2 separate regions of the Sander lucioperca genome follow, and region 2 is linked to region 1. A link is a contact called in public Hi-C data. All regions are on one chromosome and are shown on one strand. The core of a region is the stretch at or near the end of the contact, and the rest is flanking DNA. Distances in the headings are between cores, read along the strand shown.

The links. A called contact is a pair of places that touch in the nucleus more often than the background predicts.
Region 2: a Hi-C map of liver shows a contact between it and region 1, with 6 times the contacts expected there. The contact joins the promoter of acp7 here to the promoter of fsip1 in region 1. A contact is called at or near these places in 2 of 2 Hi-C or Micro-C datasets (liver and muscle).

Annotation. Positions count from the first base shown.
Region 1 is chr18:14,332,865-14,340,089 of SLUC_FBN_1.2, reverse strand. fsip1 (fibrous sheath-interacting protein 1) reads right to left here and starts at 3,378. Exons shown (of 10, transcript XM_031278444.2): 1 at 3,035-3,378; 2 at 2,862-2,919; 3 at 2,597-2,766; 4 at 2,396-2,474; 5 at 2,187-2,279; 6 at 1,432-1,571; 7 at 1,114-1,227. The coding sequence starts at 3,196. LOC116035435 (sushi domain-containing protein 6-like) reads left to right here and starts at 3,472. Exons shown (of 9, transcript XM_031278442.2): 1 at 3,472-3,840; 2 at 4,483-4,624; 3 at 5,635-5,826; 4 at 5,989-6,180; 5 at 7,093-7,225. The coding sequence starts at 4,507.
Region 2 is chr18:14,464,796-14,471,087 of SLUC_FBN_1.2, reverse strand. acp7 (acid phosphatase type 7) reads left to right here and starts at 3,072. Exons shown (of 14, transcript XM_031278972.2): 1 at 3,072-3,164; 2 at 4,451-4,587; 3 at 6,204-6,292. The coding sequence starts at 4,479. It overlaps LOC116035702 (KATNB1-like protein 1), which reads right to left. Exons shown (of 10, transcript XM_031278978.2): 2 at 2,733-2,839; 3 at 2,584-2,621; 4 at 2,217-2,493; 5 at 1,987-2,102; 6 at 1,846-1,896; 7 at 1,678-1,767; 8 at 1,409-1,519; 9 at 1,077-1,170; 10 at 530-969. The coding sequence starts at 2,834. The coding sequence ends at 937. zgc:194887 (fibrinogen-like protein 1-like protein) reads right to left here and starts at 392. Exons shown (of 3, transcript XM_035994571.1): 1 at 1-392.

The sequences.
Region 1 (7,225 bases), core at 2,129-4,628:
TATGACCATTTATAATAGCACGCCTCTCAATAACAGGAAGTCTTCCACCAGCCAATAAGTTGAGCTCCCCTCAGTTTGGTATCTGCCACCACAGTTACTGCAGTATTGTTCTAAAAGTCAAGACAAACATCATAGAGCAGGAAGACATGAAAAAAACCAAAACCTCTGGCAAGCTGTCCCACGGATGCAGAACTGTCGGGGTCAGACTAAATGGAACCGTATGTGAAAGGTAAGTATGTTCCTTCTAGCTTCCCAACAGGCTTCATCCCATCTGACTTCAAACTGGCCTCACAGCTGCCAAAGGGGCTATTAGAGCAAATTAAAATAAAAGAACATTTGAAGTTAGGATGGTGCTAGTGGGTTCACAGTGAAATATTCTACTGCTCTATGTGACACAGGTTCTCAGATGAATCATCATCATCAGGTCTCAGTCTCTTGGCTCTTAGCTCCATCAGCACACCCTCATTAGCACCATGAGTGCAACTGTAGCTTAAATTAGGGCTATATGAAAGATCCTGGCCTCAGGATATTGCAGAAACACCACAGAGGGACTTGTTATTGAAATTGAAAACATGATAACAAAATGAATCCGTAGCATGCAGCATTCCATGTGAACTACATATGGCACTTGACATCTGGTTCATTAATTTCAACTGCTTTGAGGAGTCACAATCTTCTGCCCAGAGGCCGTCTGAGCTGCCAAGCAGTCATCAAAACATGGATGTCTGACCAATGTTACTCTATGTGCTGTTCTGAGGGCCAACGTCTGGTTGAGCTACTTAATGTCTTTAATAACACCATTCAAAAGGCCAAATGTTAGATAATGACACAGATTTTAACAAATACGATTGTGAAAGAAACATTTCATGAACACTGAGATTGTTCAAAAATGGTTGTGGCTAAACACTGGAAGCAATATTTGCTTTCTTTTAATAATGAACATACTGTTTTAAATGTAGTAAATATCAAAATGTTGGTAGCAGAAGTGGTGGATGGGATCATCTACAGTAATGCTGCTCCCCAAGACTTATGAACATGAAGGGGAACAAACTTGAAAAAGAGAGACTCATCCTACAGCACATGATGTCTGTTAGGGCTTCAATGTCAGCCTACCTCGCTGTCTGCGCCTCTGGCACCGTCCTCTTCGTCTACTTCTCGGAGGAGATCGGCCAGACGCTCTTTCTCTGCCTGAGTCATAAACACTTTGTCCTCCTCACCACTTACTAGCTATTGCATTTGGAGAGAAAAAAGAGAATCAAAATCATTATTTGCATACCATTTTTTTTATTCTTTTCAGTGATGCCCTATAAGTCTAAACTATATATTTCTCTTGAATTAGAGACAAATATTTTTCTCACTGAAAATAAAAGGTGGAGAGACTTGCCCATATACCCCAGGACTGCATTTGGCCCAACATGAACTTTGACATACCTCAATGTTTCTCTTGACAAAGTCCTTCTGTTTTTTCTTGCCTTTGGAAGCTCCACAATGGCTGCCTTCAAATTGTTCTTCCCTCTTCTCCTCATGGCCTAGTTCAAATGATTCTGTCGAGCTGTCTGGCCTCTTTTCACCTGTCACGAAAGCCACACTTTACATTCCCAAAGGCAAAAGCTCTAATAACAACCATTGGCCAAATCTGATACAAAATCACAGAATTTCTATGAGAGTTATTTTTCATTTTTGATTAAAGTGTTTGCAGCTGCCCAAATCATCTTGAAAAAGTGAAATATAAAACTTAGACTACTCTAATGCTAGCCCTGCAAGGTGACATAGTGGGTGTGAAGACCATTCTTGAACTTAGGTGTAAGAGGTTCAAGCAGCCAATCTACCTAAATGTCTAGAGCAGAGCAACACAATTAACTCCTCACATCTCCAGGGAGATTGTTTTCCTTCCTTAAGAGATCAATATCATAAAAAGCCACAAGCTCTTGATCAGGAAATTGTTCAGGAGTCGCATAGCGGGTAAACTGTTATGCATTGACTTCTGTAAAACTGAGTTAGTACTGCTGTCTGCACCAGCCTGCCATGAAGGGGGAAAACAACAGCTATAAATTCCATGAGCTCATGGCGCCATCAAGTGCACAATCTAGGCAGTACAACTGAGAACATGGATTTTAAGATCCATGATCTTAACATGGAAAACTGAGTGCTGCTTTTTCTTTCATGTTCGATTCTCACTAACTCACTTTGCTCCAAGTATTGGCTGTCTCTGATGTGCTCACAGTCAGGAACCTGAGTTTCAAACACAGGCACAAAATCGTCGTCCTCCTCTTCTGTCCCTTTTAAGATAAAAAAAAAAAAAAAAAAACATATTTAAGATGTGTCACAGTGACTGCATAACTTAACTTTTCAACACTGTTGCTTATCTGTAGCCTATACTGATGACTACGCTCACCAGTGGGTGCTTCCAGAGCCAAAAACAACCTTGTGTTCATGGCTTCTTGGGCACATTCAGAGTGACCTTCAGGCTTATTCTGCTGCAGAAAAATACACAATAACATCACACCATATGTGATAAAAGTGGCCACCTCTTTTTAGTCCAAAACCTAGTAGTGAAGTGGTAATGTAAAGTGGAGTGAATGAAGACTTTGAATACCTGGAGTTCTTGCCAGAGTTTTGCTTTAAGTTCTTTCCTTTGACGCTTGACTTCTTTTTCTATGCAGATCTTTGCAGACAGTATTTCATCAAGTCTTCTCATTTCCTCAATGGCTCTCTGTAGTTTTGAATCTTCCTTCTCGTCATCAGTAACTTCAATGTGACACTGACCTGAAAGATGCACAAATATTATATAGAGCGTAGGGTTACTGAATTAAAACTGGAATATCCTAAGAGTGTACTAGCTGCTCCATCAGAACACTTACCTTTGTCAGGACCACTGGCTGATGAGTTGATTATAGTTTCTTCAGAGCTGCTCTGGGTCTAACGTTACAGGGAATTGTTTTTGTCACAAAGTTATTGTAAATAATACAGTTTTGTAAGTCAATAATCATAAATGTTGTAATGTGCATGTATCGTCTTTAATTAACTCAATTACCTGAATATCAGCAGCTTCGTTGGTCAAAACAACTAGGGCAAATGGAGTTGTAGAACCAATTCTGTCACTATGAGGCAAAGACACGCTCGACACACGGCTACCTGTTTGCTCACTCGATGCAGGTCTAGAAATGTCATCTAAACTTCCTCTGATAATTTCCATAGTGTGATTTTCTTAAGCTGTATTTCAAGAATTAAAAACGACATACAAATATTTTGATAGTATTAAACTGATGATGCTAAGTAAAACCACTTTCACTCAACCACAACAGAAACCTTCCAGAATGTGTCCCGTGGTTTTTTTCGGTTACTATGGACGCAAACGCTCCCGGATGGTGTAACTAAGGAAATATGCATTAGTTACTATGGCTACCGGACGAAATCTGCTAGATCGGATCCGCTAGACGTGTCCACGTCAAAGAACTTGCCATGTGGCCCGCCTTATTCTGCCTTATTCTGCCTCGGATTGGCTTACCCTGGTATTCTTACCCTAACCATAACCAATCCCCACTACTCATGCCTAAACCTAACTACGTCGACCAGTCTAGCAGATCCGATTTAGGATCTACCACGAAATCGAGGCAGCTCAGCTGATGCTTCAATTGATGCATCTAGCTAGCGTATCGGTTAACAAGCTAGCCAGTAGGACGCTAGCGTTTAGCTGTAGCAGTACCACTCGGCTCGTTAAATCATATTATCGTCGTTTCGGCAGTAACGTTACATGTCGTCGATGTAGCTGAGATATTGTTGATAAATGTCTACAGTGTGACAAAGAGAGGGTGGAGGATTCGAGGCCGTGTTTCTGTGGTAGGCAACGCTAACCAACGAGCCCATTGTCATGTCTAGCTAGCGTTAGCAAGCTAAGAATATTGATGTAGCTAGCTACCCTAACAATGAAAACCAGCTATGATGTGCTCTGTTGGATTTTATAGTCCTGTATGTGGTAGCACAGTTGCTAGCTAGTTATCATCAACATTATACCTTCGGTATCTAAATGTGATAGATTTTGTTTTGGCCTTGGTGACGTTATCAAACATAACGTTAGCTATCACAGCTAATATAAAGAAGCACCGAAAATGGGTGTGTGTATCATAGGTGTGTAGTCGCTTAGACAGAACCAGTTACGTCTTATATGCGGGAGATATAAATAGCTAAAGCCGTTGCTTGGTTGACATACCTAACGGCGTTATGGAGAGGAATTTGCATTGCTTTCTAATCAGCGCTAGCTTGCTTAATGATAAACCATTATTGCTAGCTTTTTTTCACAGTCATGTTATAGTAACGTTACGACTGTACCACAATCACACCCATTTTCCCTGGCAGCTGTCCAAGATCTGCAGAGTACCTGCGCCAGGCAGGTGACAGCATATGGTCAAGGCTATGGGGGATTGCTTTTTCATCGTGATATATTTATACGTTTGTAATTACATTATTTTCTGATCATACCAGGTTGAGTCGACTCTGCAGGGGAAGATGTGCAATGGAATGATAGAGTCAATATCAAAAGCATTTTGGGCCAACACCTCAGCCACTAATCGGGCCTTCTTGTTGCTGCTGGTACTGACTGCAGTGTCCACTGGGCAAGGGTCAGGTAAGAGGCAAAATGTATGGTTGCACACTCATACAATACAGAGCATTATGGATTATGTCAGTGCTCTGGTGAATTAACATCAAATCAGCTTTGTCATGACAGACCAGATGGGTGACTGTCTGGGAGTCCTCACACAGACAGGATGTATTGCTTGTTCTACAGCACAGGGGAGACTTAATTAACTGCCTCCTAACATTGATTTCAACGTGTCAGTTTATCCCAGCAGATTTATCATCAGCAATAGTACAGCCCTATAACTACCTGAGATGTTATTGTTTAGTATACAAATTAATTATTTAATGTAACTATACCGTGAACTACTCTTACTCTACGTACTCCTACGCTAAATAGTTGTGGAATACATTCAAATTGTTGTATAACAAGGAAGGGGGCAATCAGCAAATAATTTCTCTCTGTGCAACCAGATGATGTTGGTGTTGCAGCATCCAATGGTTTTAGAATTGTATCAAAGTTAAACCAGTAGCCTCACAAAACAACTGTGACAGTTCAGTCCTTTCGCTACAGTTCCAATAGGAAAGGAAACATTAGGGACAGCACAGGTGCTGATACTGACCCGATTAGGCGGATGAGATATCCACCATGACACAGCCAATCCACAAATAGACTTTGTTTGTTGGTTGCTCTTTGCACCCATTAATACTTTGCTCTATAGCAATGTATCTCGAAAACTTATGCTGTAAAATTTGTCATAGATATTCGTGATCTCTAGGAGATTGTTCCTGCTGATTGTGGTGACCCATTGACCTTAACTCTTTCACTTTATACACAATATTGCAATGTTAATATAATCGGAGGACTGCCATGACATTTTCTGGGCACATGTGGTGCCATTGCAAAGCCTTTTTAGTACAGGTGGTTACCATAGGTCATTCTGTGTCTCTAATACTGGTGGCTTCACTGGGTCAAATGTATCAAACCTGTCTCAAAATATTTGTTGAAAACCTGAGCACTTTCACAGGATTTCTTCTTCTTTGGTATTCTCTTCCCAGGATGTGTGAGGCCGTATATGGTCCAGAACAGCTGGGTAAACCTTACAGAAACCAACAGGGGCTCGTTCCCTGCAGGCACAGTTCTGCAGTACAGCTGTGACCCAGGTTACCTGCCAGACGGACCCAGCATCCTCACTTGTACCACACTGGGACTCTGGACCTCTGAACCTCCTCGCTGTATACGCAGTGGTGGTAAGATATTTTGTCCACCACTGTCTTTACTGATAGTAGAAATAATGAGTGACTGTGTTATGAGCAGCTAATCTAATTTAAAACACTTCTTTTTTCACATTTAATTATGTGGCCCATCTAAGGATTTTTTTTTCATATGTTGTGTTTCGCCGCTCCCATCAGCATGTCTACCCCTCTCCAAACCCGAAAATGGGGGCTACACCTGCCACCCGTCCCCCTGCCGAATGTTTTCCCATGGCACTGTGATTGAGTTCTTCTGTGATGAGGGCTTCGTTGTCAGCGGAGACTATAACTACCTGACCTGTCAGGATGGACAGTGGGACGGACCAATGCAGATCAGTTGTGTGAGCCAAGGTTGGTCAGTCCTCAAACTCAGATCTATCAATCAGTCAATAGGCTTTAACACCCACCTGTCAGCAAAGCAATGCCCCAAAAAATTTGGATTTTGTGGATAAATTAGTCCAAATAGAGAAATAGTCTTAATATTATCGACAGTCTCAGCTGTGGAAGTGTGTGTCTTCATTTAAAAGTCCTATGACGTGCTGATTTTTGGATGCTTTTATATAGACCTTAGTGGTCCCCTAATACTGTATGTGAAGTCTCTTTCCCGAAATTCAGCCTTGGTGCAGAATTACAGCCACTAGAGCCAGTCCCACAATGAGCTTTCCTTAGGATGTGCCATTTCTGTGTCTGTAGCTTTAAATGCTATTGGGGGGGGCAAGGTGGAGGGTGGGGGTGTGGCCTTGACCAACTGCCATGCTTTGCTCGTTTTCAAGCCATGATGTCTCTCTCATGGGTGGGCCAAATTCTCTGGGCAGGCACAGCAGAGAAAGGGGAGGTAACCTTGCTCCTTATGACCTCATAAGGAGCAGATACCAGATCGGCTCATCTGAGCTTTCATTTTCTCAAATGCAGAGCAGGATACCCAGGGCTCGGTTTACACCTATCGCCATTTCTAGCCACTGGGGGACCATAGGCAGGCTGGGGGAACTCATATTAATGTTACAAAACCTCATAAAGTGAAATTTTCATGCCATGGGACCTTTAAACCTTCAAAACATTATGTTAAGTTCTTTTCTTATTCTTTGCTTATTTTAATTTCATTTTTTGCTCAATTTTTTTACTTTTTTCTGTTTAATACTCTGTTTTACCTTTACCTGTACAACACTTTGTAACATACATATGCTATATAAACAAAACATTTATTATTAAAAACGAAGTATAGGTAGGCTTATTAACTGTATTTCTGACTGTCCTTTTTTTAAGGTTGTATAAGACCTTCTACAGTGCAGCATAGCTCAACTAATCTGACAGACACCAATAGGAGCTTGTTCCCTGTGGGCACACGTCTGCACTACAGCTGTGACCCGGGTTACCTGCCAGTCGGACCCAGCAGCCT
Region 2 (6,292 bases), core at 1,823-4,322, 130 kb before region 1:
TCTACTGTATTAGTTAACACTTACTGAATGAAAAGCACCAGAATGCAAACAGGGCCGTCGACTGCTGACAGTTCACTGAATTGCAGGTCCTTTCACACAGCTTCTCCTGCCCAGTCACAGGTGGACTTCAGCCTCAGGTTCACATCACAATGACAGACACCAACCCTCCACTTATCTGTGTCAAGTGAGATAATGCCACATGTAAATGGAGAGATATGAGCTATGTAAACCCATATCTCTAAAATCACTTCAAGATGAAATGAGGCTGAAGTCCAGATGAGATTGGATTGTAGGGGTTCAGCTGAAATGTGTTGCTGGTGATCTGGCAGTTTATTTTTCTAACCGTACTTTAACTTGAGGTAAAGAACAGTGTTAAGTTAAAGTAGCACATACAGTTCCAGAGAAGTGTGTGTTTTGTCTTTCCATTAATAAAGTGGAAACATATAGGTGCTGTCTTCTCCTAAAGAAGAAGGGCATTCCAACCTTTGTTTTGGTTGTTATAAATATAAATTTCAAACCAGAAACTTTAAAACCGAATATACTAACTTTATTCATCATCAGTGGTGCAATCAAAGAGAATAGGCATACACAACATATCAATGAAACAACATTCTTACATTCATTAAGGCCTCCACGTTTCTGTGACCTAACTGAAACTGCACAATGATAAAACTCCTTGTTGATGTTCCATGATTACAACATCCTACTTCTTCAATGAAAAAGACCATCAAGTCAAATTTGCCACATGATTACATTTATATTGCACATTCTCAGTATTTCAACTGTTCAACTTTATCTGCCAGCCAATAAATACATCAATATCCCCTAGGGACAGCTACACGCTAAAAGGCACTTCTCTGTGGAAACAACAGTCGCTCCAATCTAAGGAGTCGACTGCTATCAGAGAAAGATCTGTTATCTGTTTCTTTGATGCCGTCAGGTAAGTTGAGACAGGAAGGAGTCAATGACCTAGGGGAAAAAGATGATGATGTGAGACGATGACTTTTTTTGTATTATAAAATTCAAAGCCAATGATGACAGCGGTAATGATTTATTCATATATATGCAGCACTGACCTTAGCCATGTCTCCAGCAGTTCCCGAAACAGATTTCAGTGAAGGGTTCTGATACCATAACTCCAATAACTGCTGATTAAATGCCTGGAAATTTCTAGAATGACGATAAATGAATACTTTACCACAATGGCTGTGTATTCTGATAACACATTAGGCAAAATATTGAAAATAGTGGCAAAAATTCTGGCTAGTATTAAGTGACCTGTATGGATTTATATGTTATTTTGTTTACTTTGTCCCAATGTTTTTTTCAGTTTTGACAATACAACTTTGTTCGAATATATACAGTATTTCTTTCTGAAGTATCCTACAGCTCATAAAACAACACTTACCTATCCTTCGGAAGTTTACATGTAGTTGAGCCACTACAGCCACTTGTTCTTAGGTCCTCCCACCAGTTTTTCAAAACTGAACTTATCCACTTTAAACCAACTATAAGATACCTGTGAGAATAGAAGACAATCTCAATTTATTAGTATTTTTGTAATTGTCCTTCCACATACTGTCAGTTCCCCTATTAACATAAGCCTTTAATTCTGTAATAATTCAATTGCACTGCAAAACAAACAACAAAACACTTCATTGCAGCAGGAATACTCACTCTTCATATGGATTGGTGAGGACTTTCTTAACTAAAGGAAAGAGGTCAACACAACAGCCAATGGTGACCCTGTGGGGATCCTCCTCAATGCTGCAGAGACAATTAGGTTAAAGCAACATTTACTCCACTTGTAGGCAGTGTAGCTCAGACCAATTTCAAGTCACTCACCTTCTGCTTATCAGTGGGAGAAAATCAACAAACACACCAATATCTTGGATTCTGCACAAAGACAATAAAATTAAAATATTTGTGAAATTCTAGCGAACACTCTGTGCGTTACATTTTTTAAACCAACTACACACTACGTACCTCAGAAAGTACGTCAACAGCTCTCCAACATTTCTCTGCCACAATGTTAAAGATACTTTCAGTCTCAGATGTCTTCCAAAGAGCACATCAGTCATTGTGCTATGATCCCTTGTGAGCTGAAAAACATTGTTAGGTTGTTTTATCTGCATATTAGTAACACAGTAATCCATAACAAAAATCATAAAAACCACAAGAAAACAATATATCTGAGCTGTGATAGTATTTCTGACCTCAGTGAGCGTACAGTAGTCGGCTTGTTCAGAACCAGTATTACCAGTCTTGTGGTTATTAGTGACATTTAGTGGGAACTCCCAAGGGTCCATGTCAAATATCTCCTGTTGCATATCCTGCATGCAGTTCATCTCATTCTCCTTGTTTGCAGCATCATAAGTCTTCCCAGTCCCGAGCTGCTTCCTCCGAGTCACTGTCAGATGATGGGTCTTCCTCTTACATGAGACTACCCGCTTCACTCTGCCCAGGTTTTTGCCAGAGCGACTCACTGGATACCTGTGCAGTGTAAAATGTTCAAACATTCTGTTGTAAACCAAATCCCATTGTGCACTTCCTGTAATGTAACCAAAATATGCAATGACCTACCTCATTCTGTTGAACTCCTCATTTTTATTATAATCCACCTGCATGTAACAACACATTTTGCATGGTGATAAATAACACAATTATAAGAAGCAAAAGAGGTCCAGTACACAGAGATACATTTGTGTATTATAATGTGTCACCCAGCTCACCTCTTTTGTGTTTCTCCTATAGGTCACTCTGTACTGGGCTGCATCTTGTTGTAAGGCATATTCATGATTTTGGTACTCTCCGTCTTCACTGTTGGAGTCCATTAGACCTAGAGAAAGAAAAGCCCCTTTTAATCTAAATTGTTAGACATAGTTTAATACATACAAGCGCACACAGCCAGATATTGTGGTCAGGTCAACACAATAAGATAATCACAAATATGGGTTATGTCTCTAAATCTATTATTCACAGCATTCATATTGCATTTTGTTATGTCTTTTATTTGTTTAAAAAAGGAATAAAGTTTTCATCTTCAAGTCTTACAGGCTCTAAAGGCAAAACACAATTTCCCACAATCCATGCGGGCATTTTTTGATCTTCTGCGCAATGACGTGGCCAGGAACCGATCCCTGGCTAAACAGCTAAGTTGTGTTGTGAGTGTTTTCAGTTACTAATTTAACGTGTATTCGGGTCAGGTTGAGCTTTTGGAGAGCCTTATTCAGTATCTTTAAACTGTTGCCTACGTGTTGTTAGTAGACAACATAAAAAAGGCTTTGTATTGTGTGTAACGTTAAACGTAACCTAACGCTACCGTAACGCTACAATTAATAACAGTAAGAATTCGCCAGCTAACAGCAAACGCTAGCTAAATAGGCAAATAGACAAAAAAAAAAGCACGGTTTAACGTTACAACCAGTGGTCCACAAATAGTCTATAACTTTCACAGTATATCATTTCGTTACAACACAATAGTATCCTAAATGGTGTAACTCACCTTGTTTTCCATTCCTAAGCAGGAATAATAAAATCAATCTTTCCCTTTGATTCTGTTAGGCGACTGCCAACCAGCTAACACATCCGATATCAACTGCTAATACCGCCCAGTATCAGAGAATAAAGCATCCTATTCATAATTCAGTCTGTGCAGTGTGCACCCTCTAGCGACTATTGAGATATCAATGGTGCACATTTCAAAAACCAAACATTTCATTAAAGCTGTGGTCTAGATTTGTGGTCTTAAGTCATCCCAGTCAGCTGATCTCACTGAAAGACACATTCAACTGGAGAGGCAGTTACCATAACTAATAAATGACATCAGCATGTTTAGTGTTTTGGCTCAAATGCATCTTGCTTTTGTCTTCATGAGCCATGACCATGACAGTGCCTTTACTCCAATCAGTGAGGCACATCAGCTGTTTGCCTTAGCATTTTATTGATCCGAGGCAAGCCTTGGCTTGTGGCTAATCTCTGCTGTACTTGAGCTCACTTTGATTTCCCTGATTGCACAATGAAAAACAACATCAGCTGTTTTTATTGACACATCATCTCTTTCCGTGCTGTTCTTGCTGACTCTGCTGTTTTGGTTCTGCATTTTCATCATTTGGGTTGACTGATGCAGACAGAGGTCCTCATCAGATACCCCAAACACGGTGTCTGTACGTGTGTGTGTGTGTGTGTGTGTGTGTGTGTGTGTGTGTGTGTGTGTGTGTGTGTGTGTGTGTGTGTGAGTGTGTCACTGCCACTGAGTGCTGTGTAAACTAGCACTGAGGTCAGGTAGGATATATTGAGGCTGTATCATTTCAAAACAGACCCATTGGTTCACTTGGTTTTATATCAATAGGCTCAGTCATGTGATGTTTGTCATGAAAGCTTTTAACATCATGTGATTACAGTGACAAGATTGTTTTATTTGCTGGGCGTGTGTTGCTACTTTAATCAGGTTGTTGTCCCTGCAGCCCAGTGTTAAAATGGTGCCTGTCCATGCTGCCTGTGCCTTGTTAAGCCTCGCACCCCTGTTGGTGCTTGGTGTTCCTCCCATTTGGACCCAGCCAGAGCAAGTGCACCTTTCTTATCCAGGTAAGCATTTGAACTGTTTCCATCTGCCTCATGTGTTTTCATTTAGGGATACAATTTTCCGCTTAGTAATACAAACCAGTATCCAGGTCATATGGATTGCAGATTTACAGATGTTTTGTACAAATCACTCAATAATAAAATGACTGAAAGCACTGGTACATCTGGGCCGCTGAACGTTTTGTTACTGTTCTGCAGCTCTGCAACAAGTTCACTGAAGTTCAGATTCACTTTCAGTTAGAGACGGTCCGATACCATTTTTTGCTTCCCGATACCAATTCTGATACCTGAACTTGCGTATCAGCCGATACCGAGTACTGATCCGATACCAGTATGTCATATATTTTATTATGTTTTAACAACTGTATACTACTATCCCTGTATGGATGTGATATTATTTCTATCTTTGTTCTCGGTCTGGCTCAGGTTAAATTCTTTGTGAAACATGAACAAACACAAACAATGAATGCCACAGAACTTTCTTTTATTATCCAGTTTGACAGTCAGTTATAACGGAAAAAGAACAAATAAACTACTTTAACGTAGATTTTCTTTAGGGCTGTTTACGTGGTATCGGATCGGTGCATTAACTCCAGTACTCTACTTTCAGTGATCTTGATATTTAAAAAAAAAAAAAAAAAACAGTTTCATGTAATGCAACTAATTTAAAGGTACTATATTATACTCATTTTCAGATTCACACTTGTATTTTGGGTTTCTACTAAAATACGTTTACGTGCTTTAATGCTCAAAAACATATTTTTGTCATACTCTGTCTGCCTGAATACGCCTGCATTCACCCTCTGTCTAAAACCCTCTATTTCAAGTGCCTGTCTCTTTAAAGCCCTCCCCCGAAAAAGCAAAGTCTGCTCCGATTGGTCAGCGTTTTCGGCTCTTCCGCATATGCGCTCTCTGAGTCTCTACACTGTCATTGCAGCCGGGGAATGACTGTAGATGCACTTTCTATCTATATATAGATGTGACATCACAACTGTACGGAAGTCCTAATGGCTTGTTTAAAGGCACAGTTCCTGAATATGGGCTGTTTTCATTTCTCTATAGATTTGAGCATTTTGAAGCTTTCACAGTATTTATATAGCACCTTGACCTGCTTTATAATAAAATAAAAACATGGAAATTTCACTTTTTACAATATAGGAACATTAATGACTGAAGGCCTTGACGAAACCTTATTTAATGCAACAGCAATATGTCTGAAGTGCCCCGTTGCTCGGAAAAAAACTACCTGTTGTTGTAAGTCATTTAGGTCAAAGGCACCAGTAATTCCCTTAACTGCCATACATATACAGTAACTGATGTAACCCTTGCTTCACACAGTCTGTGCAGCATAAATGTTCTTTCGTTCATTCCTGATGAAGGTAAAACGTGGTAGTCATTAAATGCAGTTGATGTTGGTGTCTTTATGAAATGAGTACCTGGCCAGTGGTCAGCTTATCTCAGCTTTCTGATGGTTATATTTCGCCAGTGGCAAGATCAAAAGCACCACTCTTGTGCTAAGTCAGCCTTTTTATAAGCATCTCTTGGCTTTAATAAATGCACCAGTTGTTCTGTCATATCAATCTACATCACGATTCCAATAATTGGGCTTTTCTTCACAGGAGTGCCAGGTTCTATGGTGGTGACCTGGACCACCTTCAATAAGACAGAGAGCAAGGTGGAGTACGGCCTTCTGGGGGGTCGGCTCTTT